Linked DNA regions of Zea mays: region 1 is linked to region 2. A link is a contact called in public Hi-C data. All regions are on one chromosome and are shown on one strand. Each heading gives the region's core, a stretch centred on a gene start, on an enhancer-like site or on the middle of the called end of the contact. The rest is flanking DNA. Distances are from core to core; before and after follow the strand shown. Region 1 holds the start of LOC100381584 (SCP1-like small phosphatase 4b). Region 2 holds the start of LOC100384816 (putative cytochrome P450 superfamily protein).

What was found. Hi-C and Micro-C count contacts between places; a contact is called where the count stands out from the background.
Region 1: a Hi-C map of ear shows a contact between it and region 2, with 1.8 times the contacts expected there. The contact joins the promoter of LOC100381584 here to the promoter of LOC100384816 in region 2. A contact is called at or near these places in 2 of 25 Hi-C or Micro-C datasets (ear and leaf).

What each region holds. Positions count from the first base shown.
Region 1 is chr8:149,637,760-149,640,577 of Zm-B73-REFERENCE-NAM-5.0, reverse strand. It overlaps LOC100381584 (SCP1-like small phosphatase 4b), which reads right to left and starts at 1,386. Exons shown (of 7, transcript NM_001174406.1): 1 at 1,219-1,386.
Region 2 is chr8:149,425,785-149,428,540 of Zm-B73-REFERENCE-NAM-5.0, reverse strand. LOC100384816 (putative cytochrome P450 superfamily protein) reads left to right here and starts at 1,491. Exons shown (of 5, transcript NM_001177258.1): 1 at 1,491-1,880. The coding sequence starts at 1,565.

The DNA.
Region 1 (2,818 bases), core at 137-2,636, 210 kb before region 2:
TAATCTCTTGAAGGTGTGAATGTTCCAATGTTTCAGTGGTCTTGCAAAACGTATGAGGCTCCTGTGTCCCTAAACAGTCGTTGCTTAACATTTTATTCATCCTTAATGCAAGTATTTGCAAAAAGCATGTCCAAAGTACTGCAGTTCCAGTAGGAAAAGGCCAACTGTTGAAACATTTGATATCACTAAAGACATTAGTGGGGAAAAAGTGAAACAGTAAATTATCTACAACCTAATGTAGTCGAAAGAACATACTTAATCACTATAAAGGGAAAGCCGCTAATCAGTTGTACATGAGAAAACAAACACTTGGTATTGTGAGGATTAGTCTGTGGACAAAGGAATTAATGTGTAAAGTGCAATCATTATAAACAAAACAAGAAGAGGTTATGCGTCTTTGACTAAACAATAGTACTAGTTAACAAATATACTCTACTCGAAACTCGAAAGCAGTTGCCACTTCTCACATACCGGGAGCATATTACAAATGAATTCGCCAAAGCAAAACAGGCCCGCGAATACTCGGGATCCTCTGGCAGGAAGTAACACCTAACTCAAATTCCTTCCGGGACCCCCCAATCCCGGAGGGAATTTGAGTTTCCAAACTAGCGAATTTGAGTTTCCAAACTAGCCAGTGACAGAAAAATGCCCTCCGTTCCCTTCCCCACCTACTCCTACTTTTCGTTTTTAGATCCATCACAAATCTCCCTTGCAAGGACAGAAAGGGAAAATCGGAGGCGAAATATACCGTACATCAAAGCCGCAACGAACCCCGTAAAATTCCTCACATCACATCGCAAAAAGAGGGGCTCACTTCACTCCTCGTCGTCGGCAAATCACAGCGCTGACTCACGGGGAGTGAAGAAAAAAGTGCGGAGAAGAGAGACCTGGCCAACCACCTTCACCGAACGTGTCTGTCGCGCTTAGAGTCTGGAACTACAGGATCGTCTTTTGGGAACTCGAATTCCACACAGAAAAGAGCAGAACGGTTCCGCGTTTCTCAGAAGCGCGTCGAAATCTCCTCGCCGCCCACAAATTCGCACTAAATTCACCGTGAGAGGCGGCCGTCCCCGGCTCAATCGCACGCAAAAGAGTTGAAAAGAAGCACGGATACTACTACAGAGACCACCGAGAGACGAGCAAAGAAGTTGCGCTGACGAAACCTCCGGCTCCGACCAGACAAGGCAGACCTCGAGAGAGACGAGAAGAGATACGTACCCAGGCAGCGCGCTTGCGTAGCGCCGATGAGCTCTGGCTGAGCGCAGCTCCCTCCCCTTGCGCCTAGCCTCGCTCCGGCAAACACCAGGAAGAACCAGAGAAGAGGCGACGAGGAGGAGGAGGGAGGGAGCAGGGAAGCAAGCAAGCTAGCAAGGCGCAAGAGCAGTAGAGCACAGGGAGGGGACAGCTCGATGGCTCGCTAATCCCGCACCACATAATCTTATGCGACCGATCCGCGTCCGCCAAGACCAGGCATAACCTCCCTCCGTTCACAACCACAGACATGTGGGGCATGCAAGGCGGGGCCTGCTTGGACGCCACACTAGAAGGTACAAATTTATGTAGGTTTTGCATCTTCACGGTGGGTTGCGGCTCTCCCCACTCCGCCTTCGTGGCCCTGCACCTCCGTTACGCTGCTTCTAAAACGTACTCACCAACTGACAGGCGGGGTGCGTCTAGCGCGAGCCTCAATGTCAGTTACGGAGTTAGAAAGTTCGTCCAGTGTGTGTAGGATATTTAGGCCGGAAGGGTACACGTGGACGGTGAGGATGTGGTAGCTCATCATGCCGGGCTGAGTCCACCCGTTTATTTATAGCTCCTGGTCCTACTTTATCAGGTCGGCATACTAGTCGTACGCGTCTTTGCATTCCGTCACTGACATATTAGGCGAATGTATGTGGGACCATCCAGCCAGTGACAGGAGCTAGTGTGCCTGTGCCCGCGGAGTACCGAGTACGGAACTGATGGAGGAGTTGGTGGTGGGGTATACACGTGGACCAGAGGACGCCGCTTGATCTTCTTTACCCAGCTTGCAGTCGCGCAGTTGCCCCGGGACAGAGCGTACTCCGCGCTGCCGGCTGCCGGCAGCCCCACGAGCGTGCGGCCGCCGCCGTCTCTACCGGCCGCGCGGACGACAAGGAGCCGGACGAGGCGACGGAAGCGGCGGCGCGGCACTGGAGCGCGCGCACGTGCAAGGAACGCGGCAAGATAGCCCGTTCTTTAGCTCTGGATTGCAACGTTTTTTCGCGATGAGCCTTGACACCAACGAGCTTGATGTAATTGTAATCATGTGGGTAGTGAAAATAAGGTCATGGCTAATGGGTAGTGAAAATAAGATCTCGCGTGAACATGTTAGTAAGTGGGAACTTTTAGATAATGGTGAGTAAACATGTTTGATTTGGAGATATAAGAAGAATATGGTCATGGCTTTGTTTTTTATTGTTCCATCCTAGCTCAATGTTTGGTTAGGAGATGAATATTAATTTTTTTTAGTCCATGAACGAGATAAAGCTAGCTTCTCAGGTTGTCGATTCCTTCTAAATTTTCCTCCCTATATCATCTTACTATATGACCACATTGTCCAGAATTATCCCCTATATTACTGTCTCCTATAGCGGTTGTCCCTATATTATCCCTCTATATCCACTAGAAACATATATAATATAATTTCTATGTCACACACGCAGTTTATCGAGCACGTGTGTCCTCGTCCGTCCGCGCCCGTCACATCGACGATGAGCTCCACGGATGCGTGGTCACCGGTGCACCTGCACGATCAAGTCGAGTTTGCATCTACGTGTGTCGGTACAACACAAGCCCA
Region 2 (2,756 bases), core at 242-2,741:
TTTAGATCTATGGGGAAAAATCAAGTGACGATCGACCCACTATGACTGAAATAAAATAGATATATGCATCCCATTTTTTTTATCTTCTATCTTTATAAAAACAGAAAAAGTCTACATAATCCCCCCACTTTTAGAAAATAGTCTACTTCATCCTCTTATCTTCAAAACTAGTTGTTTAACCCTACTCAACTTTACAAAACCAAGAAAATAACCCCTAAGCGGCGTGGTTGTAGATGCTACTAGTGGTGTGTTGGCTGCTGACATGACATCTATGGCACTAGTTTTATCTATTTCAGTTCCGTAAAATGTCATTATACAAAGTTTATATAATTTTACACACAAGTTGGTAGTTAGATATTATATATGCACTATTTTTTATAGAATTTTAGGAGTAGCAGTTTAATTACGAAACGAGGTAACTAATACAATTACTAAACTATTAAATTTTGGTTGATTTTATTATGCAATTTAAATGGCCTTTTATCGATCATTAACTAAATCAATTTTACATTTATTTTTTAAAACACTTACCAAACAATAATAAACAATATCTGGTTTTTCCTTAACCATCCTCTCAGCTCAAATAACTTATACAAATATTTTTCAGAATTTCCCGAGGACTTTAAATGTGGAATCATATAAGTCCTTAGAAATATTTGTGTAAGTTATGGCTCCATATTTAAAGTCTTTAGAAATTTTAGAAGTATTTGTATAAGTTAATTTAGAAGACGAGGGTTGTGTAAAAGTTTGAGATGTTTTTATTACTATTTGCTAAGTGTTAAAAAACAAACGTAAAATTGATTTATTTAGCAATCAAAAGAAAGGCCACTTAAATTGCTTAATAAAATCAATCAAAATTTTAGTAGTTTAGTAATTGTATTAGTTACATATAGTAAAAGGTTTAGCGTATAAGAAATGAATCTGAGATAAAAAAGATTAACTTTTTCATGTAGTTTTTTATTTTTAGTAATTAATATGTTAATCTTAAAACTCCAAAACAAATTAGGGAAAATAAAATACCTGATTAATAACTTGTGTGCAGAATTATATATTTTTTGATACTGCTAGATCACATAACTGGAATAGATAAAATTAGTGTCCTTGTTGCAATGCCACATCATCAAAACTGCTCACTGAAACGGTCCAGTGTGTTATTTGTCCGATTTTCTAGAGTTGAAGGGTTAAACAATTGGTTTTATAGGTGAAGGGGTAAAATAAATTGCTATCTAAAGTTAAGAGGGTTAGATAGTTAGATTATCTCCGGCAGTCTTTCTATTCTATTCTTTAAGTTGTTCAGCTGGCCTCAATTTTTAGCACCGCGGCAACCACTATGGCTGCAAATATGAACTAGACTACATTGCCGAATAAGTCGCTTATCTCACTTCTATAAACTACATTTAGTAAACATCGCAGTCTATACTGTTGTCTATATACACGCTGAGCTGGATGTCTTACTTTGACTTTTCCATGGAAAGGAAATCAAGAGGATACTCTAGCTCAATAGCTCTGCCGCAGAGACTTGCTTTGCTTGACGTTCACTAGGTGCACCAAGAAGCCAAAGCCAATGGCGACTCTACCTCTGCTCCTGCACCTGCTATGGGAGGCCTCTCCGTGGGCCCGTGCAGGCGCGGCGACGGCCGCCGTGGTGCTGGTGTGGCTAGCGGCCTGGACGCTTGAGTGGGCGTGGTGGACGCCACGGCGGCTAGACAGAGCCCTACGGGCCCAGGGCCTCAAGGGCACCAGGTACCGCCTCCTCACCGGCGACGTGAGGGAGAACGCTCGGCTCAACCGAGAAGCCCGCACGAAGCCACTGCCGCTTGGGAGTCACGACATCATCCCACGCGTGCTACCCATGTTCCACAACGCGGTGAAGGAGAATGGTAATTTCTTTGTGTTCAGATCATTCCCAACATCCAAAATTTATTCCTTCTGTTTCAAATTATTGAAGGGAAATCATTTGTTGCGATATTTTTTTATTTTATGAGCCTATTCCATGCTATTTTTATCATATTTACTCCGTGAACGCTCAGAATAGTGCTGGGAATTGGGTCGGGCCAGCCCGGCCCAAGCCCATCGTGCTTCGTGCCAAACGGGTTCGGGCCAGTAAAACCCAAAAGATTTTTTGGCCGTGCCGTGCCAGACTGAAGTGTAAACAGTGGCCCAGCCCGGCCCTAAACCACGTCGTGCCTTCTTTGGGCCGTACCGGCCCAAGCCCGGGCCGTATATTTGACCACATAAAATCAAAATATTACAACCATATAAAGTTCATAGTTTACTAAATTAAAGATATTAAATAATTTTAGCATCATTTGACCACATAAACTCTAAATATAACAACAATATAAAGTCGATATCTTACTAAATTAAAGAAATTAAACAGATTGGGCTTAATTGGGCCGTGTTGGCCCAAGCCCGGTCCATGTATGTGGGCCGTGTCGGGGGCCCGACGGGTCGGAAATTGAGGCCCGACCCAAGCCTGTCTTCGGGGCGTGCTAGCCCGGCCCATATTATTTCGTATCGGGCCGTGCTTTGGGCTCCTATTTTCGGGCCGTGCTCGTGCTGGCCCGAAAAGCCCGGCCTATATTCCTAGCACTAGCTCAGAAGTACACGGGGTAAGATTATACAGGAGTTGAAACAGAAGTTCGTAATGTTTGGTTCAAAATTAGCTTGGGTACCTTTTATAGCTTTAACAATACAATTGTCCAATCACATGCAACAAGTATGATTGTATGCTGATGGATGAAAAAATTAACACA